Regions from separate parts of the Mus musculus genome. Here region 1 is linked to region 2. Evidence: chromatin contacts called from public HiChIP or PLAC-seq data. All regions are on one chromosome and are shown on one strand. Each heading gives the region's core, a stretch centred on a gene start, on an enhancer-like site or on the middle of the called end of the contact. The rest is flanking DNA. Distances are from core to core; before and after follow the strand shown. Region 1 overlaps 4930412B13Rik (RIKEN cDNA 4930412B13 gene). Region 2 has its middle 100 kb from the start of Gm32137.

What was found. HiChIP or PLAC-seq counts read pairs in DNA pulled down with a chosen protein or histone mark.
Region 1: a CTCF HiChIP or PLAC-seq map of the NIH/3T3 cell line shows a contact between it and region 2, with 14 read pairs. The contact joins two enhancer-like sites. A contact is called at or near these places in 2 of 15 datasets of contacts at CTCF or cohesin (both in the NIH/3T3 cell line), 16 of 484 Hi-C or Micro-C datasets (the C2C12 cell line, adipose-derived mesenchymal stem cells, embryonic fibroblasts and 4 more) and 3 of 115 datasets of contacts at active chromatin or transcription factors (the NIH/3T3 cell line, embryonic fibroblasts and pancreatic cancer cells).

Annotation. Positions count from the first base shown.
Region 1 is chr2:117,880,060-117,886,637 of GRCm38.p6, reverse strand. All of the region lies in intron 3 of 4930412B13Rik (RIKEN cDNA 4930412B13 gene), which reads right to left. All of the region lies in intron 8 of Gm13986 (predicted gene 13986), which reads left to right. Among named protein-coding and RNA genes, the nearest start is that of 4930412B13Rik, 61 kb to the right of the region's middle. Within about 2 kb of position 4,362, at least 38 of the 459 cell types and tissues checked have an H3K27ac peak or open chromatin away from gene starts, as enhancers often do. A contact at or near this core is called in the C2C12 cell line, the NIH/3T3 cell line, embryonic fibroblasts and 2 more, where this site is marked.
Region 2 is chr2:117,537,386-117,544,493 of GRCm38.p6, reverse strand. No RefSeq gene overlaps it. Among named protein-coding and RNA genes, the nearest start is that of Gm32137, 100 kb to the right of the region's middle. Within about 2 kb of position 2,918, at least 38 of the 459 cell types and tissues checked have an H3K27ac peak or open chromatin away from gene starts, as enhancers often do. A contact at or near this core is called in the C2C12 cell line, the NIH/3T3 cell line, embryonic fibroblasts and 2 more, where this site is marked.

The DNA of each region.
Region 1 (6,578 bases), core at 3,113-5,612, 340 kb before region 2:
TCTCAGCTTCAGGAAGCCCTCTCTCAAATGAAGAGAGGTTTTTTCCAGACATAGGAAGATCAGGGTTCTGCCTAAATATAGAGAGCTTTCTCCCTCAGATACAGAACTGTGTCTCAGGTAAGTTTTAAATGATACCAATGCAGATCTAACTAGAGAATAGAAGCTCAGATCTTTCAGAGGTGACAATATCATTAAAAACAAAATAAAATAAAAACACAACAGAATCAGAAGCAAACGTTCCTTTAGGGAAGCTTGGTATTTATGGAAACAGTCAGGCTGTTTATGTCAATGAGCAGTGTGTTTATAAACAGGCAGCTGTGGCTATGCAGTCATCTGAGACTAAAGTGGGGTCAGTACTGAGACACCTGGAAGTCCTCCCTTCAGGACTTTTAGATGGAGCCACCCGCTGGGACACTCTCAGTGGATCACATTAGCTCTGCCTTTCTGGAGAGCACTCCCATTTCCCAGGGTGCATCCATACCCAGGAGGGACCCATGTGCTTCCGGACAAGACTACCCTGAAGTATCTTTCTGGCCCTGCCCATGTTCCCATCTCTTTCCCAGTCCTCAAAGCTGTTCTCCATACAGCTACTTCAGCAACCTCAGAGCCCCAGTCTGCTCCCTGGGTCACCTGATCAACAACTGGACTATTTAGAAAGCAATTGAATCATCATGTTGTGTCAGGACTTTTTTTTCTTCTTCTTCTTTTTTCTTTTTTTTTTTTCCATTTTTTATTAGGTATTTAGCTCATTTACATTTCCAATGCTATACCAAAAGTCCCCCATACCCACCCACCCCCACTCCCCTACCCACCCACTCCCCCTTTTTGGCCCTGGCGTTCCCCTGTACTGGGGCATATAAAGTTTGCGTGTCCAGTGGGCCTCTCTTTCCAGTGATGGCCGACTAGGCCATCTTTTGATACATATGCAGCTAGAGTCAAGAGCTCCAGGGTACTGGTTAGTTCATAATGTTGATCCACCTATAGGGTTGCAGATCCCTTTAGCTCCTTGGGTACTTTCTCTAGCTCCTCCATTGGGAGCCCTGTGATCCATCCATTAGCTGACTGTAAGCATCCACTTCTGTGTTTGCTAGGCCCCGGCATAGTCTCACAAGAGACAGCTACATCTGGGTCCTTTCGATAAAATCTTGCTAGTGTATGTAATGGTGTCAGTGTTTGGATGCTGATTATGGGGTGGATCGCTGGATATGGCAGTCTCTACATGGTCCATCCTTTCGTCTCAGCTCCAGACTTTGTCTCTGTAACTCCTTCCATGGGTGTTTTGTTCCCACTTCTAAGGAGGGGCATAGTGTCCACACTTCAGTCTTCATTTTTCTTGAGCTTCATGTGTTTAGCAAATTGTATCTTATATCTTGGGTATGTGTCAGGACTTTTAAAGAGTTTCTTGCCATCTGCCACAGCTCTTCTCCATAGTTGATGAAAAGAAAACCAAATAAGCTCGCGAGGAGTCCAAACAATCCATGGAGGCAAGTTTTCCAGAGGTTTCTCAGTGGGGTACACAGCAGAATGATTTGCTGTCACCTGCCTTTGTCACTTCCCTCAAATGGAGGATATTGCAATCAAAAGGGGATTTTTAGTGCATTAGAAATACTCCATGTCATGGAGTGATAATTATAAAAGTTACAAAGAATATTTGATGGCTAGTCTCACTTGCCAACTTGTTATACTCAGGAAGAGAGACCCTGTCTCGAAAAACCAAAAAAAAAAAAAAGAAAAAAAGAAAAAAAAAAGACAAAAAAGAATGTCAGTTGAGATTGGGCCGTGGGGCATTTTCTTGACTGCTAGTTGATGTTGGAGGGCTCCATCCACTGTAGGTGATGCTTGTAGGTGGACCAGGGTTCTATAAGAAATGCAGCCGAAGGAAGCCAGTAAGCTGTGTTTCTCCTCACCCTTTGTATCATCTCCTGCCTCTGGGTTCCTTTCACCCTGAATGTAAGTTTGGCCTGGGTGTTTTATCACAACAACAAAGAAAAGAAACTAGAGCGTGGATACTTTTACAATATATCTAGAGAATGATTCTCTTACCTAAACAACCTACTGCAGGTGTGATATAAAAAGGACAGTCACGTAAAAGTTGTCTTTGGGATCAAACCTGTACATTAATTAAATTGTGTCCCTAAACTACTTTGGTGTTTGTGAGGATTGAGACAAGACGCCGTGAGATCATTTACTGAAAAGTTATTATTTTCCTGTTAGCATTTTCTGCATATCTTCAAGTAGAATGTTGACATGAGCCTTGTGAGATTTCCTAGTTCTATCATTTTGCAGATCAAGAAATGAATACAGGGAAATGGGACCACTCCCTGCAAATGCAGAGCCCGGTTACAACTTTGGAGCAGAGGTGGACTTTGAGCTTAGATATGTCAGACTTTTAGCCCATGCTCTTAAAATAACATGTATATGTGTTTATCTCTGTGAGGCTATGGTGGTGATGGTGGTGGTGGTGGGGGGGGGCGGGGGGGGCGGTGAGTGTGTGTGCCTGCAGAGGCTGAACGTGGCCATGAGATCTCCTGGAGCTGGAGTTACAGGCAGTTGTGAGCTGACTAGTGTGAGTGGTGGGAACCCAATGCAGGTCCTCTGCAAGTGCTATATGTGCTAAGTACTAAGTCATCTCTCCAGCTCCTTAGTTCATGTTCTTAACTTGGACTTAATTTTTCCTACTCATTCTTACCTTAAAGGCAGAATTCTTTAACCCAGTAACCTGAGGTTCTTTAACCTCCATTTAAGAGCTATCCCAACAGGCTTGGTGGTAATCATCTTTAATCCCAGCACTTGAAAGGCTGAGGCAGGAGGATCTCTGTTTGCTCAAGGTCAGCCTGACCTACATAATAAGTTCCAGGCCAAAGGGGGCTCTGTTAGAAACTCAACAAACAAACAAGAGAACAAACAAACAAAAACAAAGCTATGATTGAGCAATACCTTACATAGAGATTGGATTTACAAAGGGAAGGCTGTAGTTGACTTTCTCTCTTTATACTGGGGTTTCGGGCACTCATCTTTTATGAGTTCTCTGAAAACTGCTCAAATGTGTCCTTCATTGTGACCATGACTGTGTCCTTGCCATGCTCCGTGCTGACCCCTGAACCTTTCAGCATGCCAGCAAAGGTTGTTTCAAATTCTTCAAAAAAGCTTTGGGTTTTAGATGAATGGTTTTTAGTCATTAAATATGTGTCATTTCACAGTTGTTGCTAGTTTCTGAAGTCCCCAGGAACCTAAGTACTGGATCTGATGAGAGGGAGCTGCGGATGGGGGAGAGGAACCATTTTTAGGAAAGTTGAGTAGACACTGGTGAGCAAAACCCCCTCTTTAACTCAGAGCATGCCACCCCTAAATGTAATTCTTCTTCCTCAAATAAACAGTCTGTTGATTTGTAATTCATGCTTATGTATCCCAGTGATATGTCATGTATTAAATGATGGATCAGGCCAGAAAATACATTGGCTCAATAGTGGGTATCTTTTCTTCCTTGGGCTGGGTCAGACACCTGTCAACATGGCAGCTGGTGATGGGTTGACCACAAAGCCAGCTGCTCAGTTTCGCTTGGGAAATCCTCTTGTTTCATCAGTTTGGGGATGACCACAAACTGGAATTAAAAGTCTTGCTCACGGCTGGGACCTGAGCAGAATTCATGACACCCAATGTATATCATCCTGTCTATACACCTTTGGAGGGCAGTCACAGCCAATGAGCTGAAAAAGAAGGCATATGGATGTGTGTGTGTGTGTGTGTGTGTGTGTGTGTGTGTGTGAGAGAGAGAGACAGAGAGAGAGAGAGAGACAGAGAGAGAGAGAGAGAGAGTTAGTTTGTGCCTATGGTGTGTTTTACTGAAGTATTTAAAATTTCTTTACATAAATGAAATTGCAGTAAAATGTATAGATCTTACATTGTAAACTGTACATTTTGATTAAGATATAACATATGAACACAGATATTTCTCTATCCTAGATGGTTCTCACATAGTCAGTGTCACTGCATAAAGTCAGCCTCATTTTGACTTCCTTGCACCCTCATTAGCTTTGCTCATTTTTCTGTCACTGATGCTCACACAGCTGCCTGGTGTCTCACGATCCTCCCCATCTGACACGCATCTGTAGGGATCCACGCATGCTCTTGCTTGTTTCAGCATTTGATCCTCTTCTTTTTGTTGAGTCACATTGCATTGCAGAAAGATGCCATGGTTTGTTTGTCCATTTTCCTGAGAGACACCACAGTGCTTTTTGTTAGAGCTGCTCTGAATAAAGCCATAATGAGCATTCCTGGGCACAGTGCTTGGGGACATGTGTTTTCATTTCTCTGGGGGTGATCTCTGAGGAGAGGAATGGTAAGATCATGACTAACAGTTGTCGTTTTCATTTTAACCACACTAGGGGGTGTTGTGTGGTGTCTGTCTGAGCTTTGCCTCTGCACACCCCCGATGAGTAACAGTGTCAAGCATCTTTATGTCGTCTTTGGTGAAATAGCTAAGATGTTTGTCCCTTTACACTGGGTCTTTAAAACAGTCTTAATTTATCAGTGTTTTGATTATATACAAAATTACATGTACTTATGAAGTAAAATGACCATTTATTCATATAAAACTTGATAACAACAACTAACACAGGAGAATATTAACCAGAAATGTACGAGTATCAGCCTACTTTATTGCAGTTCTGTTTTCATATTTTAAAAGTATATATAATATATTAAATTGTTTTAAAATATGTGTTTAAAAATTACATATTACCCTACATGTATGTTAGTGTAGCGTGTGAATGCCTAGTAACTGCAGAAATCAGAAGTGGGCATCCAGTCCCCTGGAACTAGAGTGACAGCTGGTTGTAAGTTTCCATGTGGATGCTGGGAACCCAACCCATATCCTTTGCAACTGTCCTTAACCATCTCTCCAGGCCCATAGACACTCTTTATACAGCTTAAATGCATCCTTTGCCCAGCATATGCATTTTAATGCCTTAGTTTCAAGCCTTTTGCCTTCAGCTTTTATTCTTTTCCTTTCCCCTTCAGTAATTGCTCTGCAAACTCGTCCATATTCACTTGAACACAGTACTACTCCATGTGGAATGCAAGGGGCCCACCACAGCACACTGCCAGGTATCTTCCTTGTCGTTTTGACGGTTACTTTTGTATCATTTGCTACTGCACAGGTTACAGACCTCCAAAACCAAGGCTTTTGCTTTTACTTTTAATTTTTGCCTTAAATGCTTCCTCTCCTGGCTTGGCTTGATACAATCTAGAATCATCTGAGAGAAGACCATTCGTTGAAGAACTGCCTAGATAACGTTGGTGCCTGGGCATGCCTAGGAAGAGTTGGTTAATTGATGTCTGAGGGCCCAACCTACAGAATACAAAGAACTTCATTGGATCTGTAACCTTCTAGGATGGAGGGCTTCATGTCTAGGGGAGAGTCCACTGCTCTCTGTAAAGCCAGCCATCATTTATTGCTGGTTTGTCTGGTTCATTGAATTGTTTTCTGGGTATTTGCTTTCTTGAGATTTTTTGGAACTTATCAGCACATGTGATGTTTGGTTCTTCACCACTCCCTTCAATTTTCTTTCTGTCTTTCTCTGAGGCTCTGTGAGCATACATAATGATCGGGTGTGGCGTTCCCAGAGACTTCTTTCAATCATTTTTCTTTCAGCTCTGTCTTGGGTAATCCTCATGTTATTAAATTCAACAACAGGGCTCACAGGTTTTTTGTTTGTTTGTTTGGTTTTTTGTTTTGTTGCTAATGTTTCTGTTACTGTTGTTTTGACTAATTGCTCAGAGTCTGTCTGCACGGCTGGTGTCCCTGTGATATGGAGAATGTTATGTTATGCTTTGCTTTCATTCTTACTTTCCTCTTGACAGCCCATCTTCAGTGGGTAGCCCTGGGTAGCCCTGGGTCTGCATAGCTTGGCAGTCAGCCAGTGAGGGAGCTGAGGAGGTGCTCACACATCTCCAGTGCAGCCTCCAAGTCTGGCTGTACCCCAGGCACGAGTTCAAAGTTCAAGCAGGTTTCAAATGTATCCTGGGTTTTATGTTCTACTGCTCTCTCGTGGGTCTCCCCTGTGAGAGTATGCCGTGTCAGAGCCATCGAGGGGCCTCATTTGAGCCGTCTAGCTCTCTCATTTCTAGAATTTCCATGAATAGTATCTGAGTAGCCTGTCTTTCTGCTGTACAATCTGGCTTTCGCTATATCCTCAGACTATATAACACATAGGAGAATCCCCAATATATTTTTTCCTGCCAGACTTAATATCTTTATTGACAACCTAACAAAAATGGTAGGCATGGTGAGCTCCTCTAGCCATAACCTAGAGGTGGTTGACGGCTCACCAATACCGGAGCTTGAGGATGATGGGAGCAGCCCAGGCTGGGCTCACGGACCCCACTTACTTGGTTATCAGTTGTTCATGGATAAACACTTCCCTCTGATCTCTCTCTCTATTTTGTTTCCAGACCCTGAAGTGATCACTTTTGCCAAATTTCTCTTATATTAAAAATGTTAGGAGATTTGCAGCTGTTTTTATGATGTTGAGAGATCTTGTCAAAGCAGATATATTTTGACAGAAGCTAGAGAAGGC
Region 2 (7,108 bases), core at 1,669-4,168:
TGATAAACTTCACATTGGACCCTATGTTCTGCCTAGCCCAAAACATGTGCTCTTAGCAAAAGACAATCTTGGTTTGATTAAGAATTTTGCTTTTAAGACCTCTGGAACAGCCTTTGTCTTACGTAACTCTCCCACCCATAGTCCTTTTCTCCAAGGTTTAGACTACAACAGTCTTATCTCATCTATGAGTATTCCACAGAGCCTTCCTAATCTAGTACCTTCCAGGTAAGAAGAATAATGTCTCCATCCCAAAGATGCCCACGTTTTTATTCATAGACCCAGTGTGAATGGTATCTTTGCTGAATGGTAGTGAGAGGAGGGAATTAAAGAAAGTAGATAGAATTAAGATGGCTTATCAGATGATTTGGGTATGAAGAGATTAAAGAGCCAATACAATCACAGAGATTTCCAAAGTTGAGAGAATGAAACAAGAAAACCAGTCGATAGAAAACAGAGAACAGATGAAAAGGGTTCCCAAGTCACAGAACATAAGAAGCTTCTAGAAACTAGAAAAATAGAAGAAATATACTCCCACCAGACCACCCAGAATGAATGCTTGATTTTACTCCAGGGTAACCCACTTTGTCCCTCTGACCTCCAGAACCTTGAAAAGACAATTCAACTTTTTGTAAAGAAAGTACAAGACCTGATCCCTTTCTTCTGGCCTCAAACACCCTGTGTTGCCATGTTCCATGTTCCACTAAAGCTCTGGTTAGCTGGGATTTCCTATGGAACTGATATACCCTTGCTAGTTCCCCAATGATGCCACCCTCTGGTAAAAATCAAGAGCTGCCAGTGAGGTGCAGGCCCGCTGCTGGGCTCATGTTCCCTCCCAAGCACATACACAAATAGGAAGAGGACTTCCAGGGTATCATTTCGTAGCCAGCAAGTGTCTTGGGTTTCACTTCAGTGGTTAAGGATGTGTCACCCAGGCGCCTTAGCAAGGGGCACTTCCAACCTTCAATTAAAGAGCTGTCATTTGCTCTATATATTAACATCCAGAACAACAAACACACTGTGACATGGTCATTAGAGACAGCCATAATCCATGGCCCGCTGTGTATTGATGTCAAGCCTGCTGCGCTTGACAACTGAAATAATCCCAAAGAAAGCATGCGCTTTCAGAGCCAGCACTCCAGTGAGGATATCCACCCCTGGCTGCCTTCCATCGTCCCACCTCTATCTTGATTCAACCACAGAGTTTTAAATCCTTTATCTTTTTTACAGAAAGACAACCACTTCTCATACTGGGAACTGTACTACAGGTTTTCATTGGTGGGACCTAGTGGGAAATCTTTACTGCAGGCACATAATAAAATTTCACGTTGTTATGATCCTAATCCAAAGGATGTCATGATAGAATGGACCTTAGGACTGACTTGTAAACGCAACCAACTAAACAAGCAAAACAACCTAGAGGTCATGAAGCACATGGGAAATGGAGAAAAAAACTCTAGATAGACAGAAAGGCTAATGGAAAGTCTCTCCACCTCTCTGTGGAAAGTGAGCAGTTTTCTTTCCACTGAAGAGCCTGTGTTGGTCACATCCTGTCCATACATCACAGATGCAAGTCCCACGGATGCAGCCACCTGAGAGCAGGGGAGAAGATGCATATTATATGCACTGATAAATCACTTAGGAGGCATGATCCTGCACCATCCAAGGAATACAAGGATCTAAATGTTAACTAGGGAAGCAAGAAAAAGAAGTAAACCTCAGCGGCCCAGAGTACTCCGGGGCCCAGAAAACAAAAGCAAAACAAACAAAACTCATGAATGGGTTAAAAAGCAGAGCTTATCTCTTAATGGTGCTGCAGCAACTGTCCAGTGGGCCACTGCGGGGATCTCAATGGGAAGTATCCCTGAGAGGGAATCTGTTGTTGGTACATAATATACAGCATCCTTCCTGGTTATTACTTGATAGGCATGGGCTACCCTCATGCATCCTCATCCAGAGGCTGCCTCCGGGCTGAGTCACAAGGCTCTGGCCTGTTGGCCTGTTGCATGTCAGCAGAGCCAGCTCCCTTGAATGACTCACAGGGACACTTGATGGTCCTAGCATCCTGCAGCAGCAGTCTTCCTCAGAAGGAAGCTAGAGAACACACAGGCTCGCCGACCTCTAAATATGTGTGCATCTTTAGAGGAGTCACTGTTCTTTTACATTATTCTGCCTCTGTTTTTACTAATAAGGTGTTATTTTTATGTGTGTGAGAATATATGTGCTTGTTTAGGTGGGGGTGCACACGTGTTGGTGGGTGCACATGAATGTGTGTGCAATACTTACTGAACTTAGGAGACAGTCTTTAAGAAACAACATCCTTAGGACATCCTTAACAATTCCTATCCCCCTTTTTTTTTGACAGCATCTCTCATTGGCACACACACACACACACACACACACACGGGGGGGGGGGGGGAAGAGAGAGAGAGAGAGAGAGAGAGAGAGAGAGAGATCCAATAAGGTCTTCAAAGTAACTCTGAAAGAATTGCATTCCCATTCTTTTCTCTGAACACAGACACAGAAGATGTTCTTCAAATGGCTATGTTCTGCAAATGCAAATACCCTGTTGGGAAGGTTGTATTTACAAACAGCCAAACACACTGTCTTGTTTTATTCCAATGAGCTCCAATGAACAGAGGAGATGAATATGTGAGGCAAATTGATAGAGACTTTCAGGTTTTCTGGAGAACTTAATAGATTTTTACAGACCTAGCATGGGTCTCTAATATCCTCAAGAAATCGCAGCCCTTTTCAAACTTTTCTTTCTCCTTTGTCGTGATCAGAATTTTCTATGTATTGTCGCCACCTGCTGGGAAATCGTAGGATCGGCTTCTGGTGGCATGTAAGGAGGACACCTAGCCAGCACAGGGAGGTGTGAGAGATGAGATTGTCAAATTCATGCATGGCTTTCATTCCAGAAGGAGTCACTCACCTGGCCTTGGCACTCAGGAGTCTGAGCTTTAATAGTCTTCTGGATTCAGAGCTAAAGTCTACATTCCCGCTGGTAAATCATCTGAGTGTTGAATCACCTCCTCTCTGAAATATTTTCCTTCTGTGTGATCTCAGTGATACTTCTGTTTAGGCTAATTTTCTACTGATGTGTTTTGATCAGGAATGGAAACTAACTACTTCCAGTACTCTGGGGGAAAGCCCTCTGCATGTTTGCAGACTGGTTCACAAGTGTGCCTAGTTTCTCTACAAATGTCTTCAGTTTTGTTTTTCTTTTTCTTTAAATTGACTTTGGCCCATTTTCAAAAAGGTACTCTCCATTTCTATATATCATTCCTAAATACTTCCAACACCTCTGTCTCTTTCCATACTGGGAGAACATGACACCCCATCAAGGAATCTTGCTAAAGGCAAATACAATGGAGCCATTGTCATGTGGACCCCTCTCAGATCATCATTCCCTTGGAAACTATTTTCTCAGCACCTGCGTGAGACACGAAAGCGAGGTCCACAGGGCAGACAGGATGACCGTGCCAGAGAGAGGAGGCAATGCAACTATAGCTGTGCATAGAATGCACAAGGATGCTGATGCTTGGGAGACAGGAGCAGCCATGGGGCTACGAAAGGCCAGGGAAGGGAAAGAATGCTTCCAGCAAGGGTACACGGAAGGCTCTGAGGCAGCAGTGAGACTGAAGAGCTCTTTGAAGAATACGTAGAATTCTGTTGGACTGAAAAGAAGGGGGCTAGGAAGGGACACGGGCTTCTGAAGAGAGTCAAAAAGTCTGATGAACACCCGAGACCATGGGTGTGGATAAAAAGTGCTGGATGTGGTTGCATTGAGTGAGTCATGGGCAGACAGGGAAAAGTGGATGGGATGGATTGTGAAGACATCTCCTACAAGGGGAGCCATTCAAGGATCCAGGTGCTCTGTTCATTTCATGGAACTCCTATTTGATTTTATCACCTTGCATACCAGCTGCTCTCAGTGTCACTTGCTGTCCATCCAGTGTTGGGTCTTAGTTTGGAGTCACTGCTGTAAGCTAGAGCTTGGCTGTCACTGTTTCTCTCTACCTCTGGGCAGCCTGTGTGACACTAACCTGACCCCACGCCTTTCCTTGCCCAACCCATCAGAAGACCAGTGCCAGCTGACTAGTCATTCCTGGCTTCTTTTCCTGACACTTTGTCAATAAAGGTAGGTCATGAGGCAGTGAGATCCTGGACAAGTTACCCATCACCGTGGCTTCAATATTCTCAACTTTAACGAGACAGGGGTCACATCTTAGAGCTTATATCCCAGTCCACAAGCCATCCCGGCCATTTTTGTGGACTCAATTTAGATTCACTGAAAGAATTTGCTTCTGAAACTAGAGTTTAAAACAAACTGGATCTGCTATGTAGTCAACCTGCTTTGAGTTATGTGTTTCCAAAAAGGAGAAGGCGAAAGGAAGAGAGAAGAAGCAGGCCTGCTTTCCTTCTTGCCAAACTGCCTCTCTTCCAGGAGATGCTTTTAAAGACAAAGAGAAAATGATGGATCAGAAATTACAGAGGAAAACATGCGCTACAGGTGGGCACCCAGCATATGCTTCAGCCAACACTCTCTGTCCTCTGTGCATTTGATCACCACACTGGCCTCGCTCGCTTGATTGAATCTGTCAATATGGGCAAGCCTTTCCCTCTCTGGTCCTCACTGAAGCCTGTGTCCGATTTTAATTAAGTCTTATGACAATCCTGTAAAGTTAGGTGCTATAAAGCCTACTGTGTAGAAAAGGAAATTAAGGCTTTGGATTTCTTATGCCTTCTGGTGAGTGAACTTGACAACCATTCTACTTTGACATTTCTTGTACTGAAGGAAAGGGAACTTAGGCCATCCAGATCCATAGAGCCTTATAACAAATTACCTTTGAGGTCTTACAATTATGGCACTATAAAACGCAAGAGAAATGTCTGCATTTGTAGTCCTGAACCCTCTGAACCTTGGCCGCCTGCAGCTAATTAGCAGTCACAGAAGCAAGCTTCTCCTGGGGAGAATCCTTTCCACTCCCAGGCCTCAAGCCTAGCCATCCCAGTGACTTAAGAAGATGTAAGCAGGGTGGGGGTGATGGCAGCTGGGGAAGAGACTCTACAGGGGGTGACAGCTTTCATTTAAATTGGCCATTTCTGTGTGCTTTCAAGACAGGGAATCAAAAACATATTGATAATTTCAACCGGATTCCAACAACAGAAAAGTCTTTAAAATGCCACTGAGAGAAAGAAAAGGCCTTGGGAATGAGAGACGGCCTGCAGGAATGTGGAACACGCTCCTCTTTTTTGTTTTTTTTAAATACTGAACATTCTTTTTTCACATTCTGTGATTTAAACGAGTTTTACAACCAGCTGGAGCAGATTCTAAGATCTTTTCAAGTTCTGACTTCCTCCACACTCAGACCATAGGAGGCCGGTGAGTATGTGTTAATGGATCGGCCAACACAGATGCTTTAGGCTCCAGTATCCTTAATGCATAGAAAGCACTAATCAGCATCATATGAACCTTGGAGGCCTAGCCTAGCCCAGGCCATCCTATGCTTTCCCCCCAAAGTGTTCCCCAGGTGGACTATGCAATAGCACTGCAGTTCTTAAATAATCCACAATGCTAACTGGAGAGATTACCTCATTTCTTCTGCGGGGAGAGTGACCACATTTTACCACTATTGGTTATGGCTACCATTTACTGTATCTTGAATTTGCAAAGAACTCTAAGTCAATCATCTTACCTGCCCTACAGAAGGATGCTTGAAAACAGACACGTTTCTTCGATTGCAAATAACGGAAGTCCAATGGGATCGAGCTTAACTGGAAATGAGATCTCAGCCAGCCAAGGGAAGGATGAAGGACAGATTCGGAGGGCTCAGAAACGGATGGATAAGTGATTTGCTCTCACTCAGTCTCACTCTTGCTCTGCCTCCCCCTTCTTTCCTTTTCTCTCTCTCCCTGCCTCTCATTTTACTCTCTATCTCTTACCTCTGCTTCTATCTGTCTCCCACTGTCACTCACGCCTCATTTGACTGACTTGTGAAGTGGAAGGCAGAAGTACTACTTTCTCCTATCAAAATCTAATGATTTCATAAATAATTCTCCCAAGGAAAAGTAAATTCTGTATCTGAACCAAAAGAAGGGGGCTGGGAGCATATAAAAGTCAACTCACCACCCCTGCAGGGTGTAGTCAATTACTGTCCTCTGAAAACCATGTGGACACTGATGTTCACACAGTGGCTCATCTCTTCTTGAGCAGTCACACCACGGAGCTGCTCTTTAGTAGACCCAAGACGATTAACCAAGTTTCCCAGTGTTCTCTTCCCAACCACATACTGTTTCAATGCTAACCTCTCTCCTGGTTCAACAAAAATCATTCTATAGAAGACTGATTAACACCTCCTCTAATCCAATGTTTCGTTTCCATTTTGGAATAATTCGGGTAGAAAAGAAATACCCTTTTAAAAAGTTATGCTACCATTAAATTATTGTGTTATACTATACCTTGGAAAGCTACCAAAATAACAATTACAACAACCATAGTATTAAACCACAGAGAAGTGCTTGCCATGTGTTAAGAACAATTTTTAGAGATTTGCATGTGTTAACACCCAGTTCCATGGTACTAATCACCATTGAATGCTGGAAGAAACCAAGGCTTGGAGAGGTCAAATCTCTACGTGGAAAGTAACAGATAGATAGCAAGAGAAAGATTCAAACTCCTAACTGATGGTGGGCAGATCTGGCATCTTTTCAACTTGCTACACACTTCTCTAGCTGGATTCCCTGAAGATGATTAAAATATTCCTGTGGCCATTGCAAGAGCTGGGCATTTCCATAAGCAAAGGGCCCCCTTTTCTTCTTTTCCTGACTTGGATTTGCATAGCAACTCTCTGGTTATCTTTGAAAGTGAAGGGATTCGAAAAAATGGGAGAAACTTGATCTTTATGTCAGAGATGTGCTCTGTAGCCAAATAGATATATAGAATAGATGTCCATGAATAGTTACATCACTTTTGTTCCTTTTCTCAGAACATTTTGTCACAATATTGAATCCTTCCTTCACTCCTCTGCCTGGCGAAACCCAGTTTACTGAATGATCTCACTCAGTCATTGGCTTCTAGTTTTCTTTGTCCCACCAGGAACTAAAG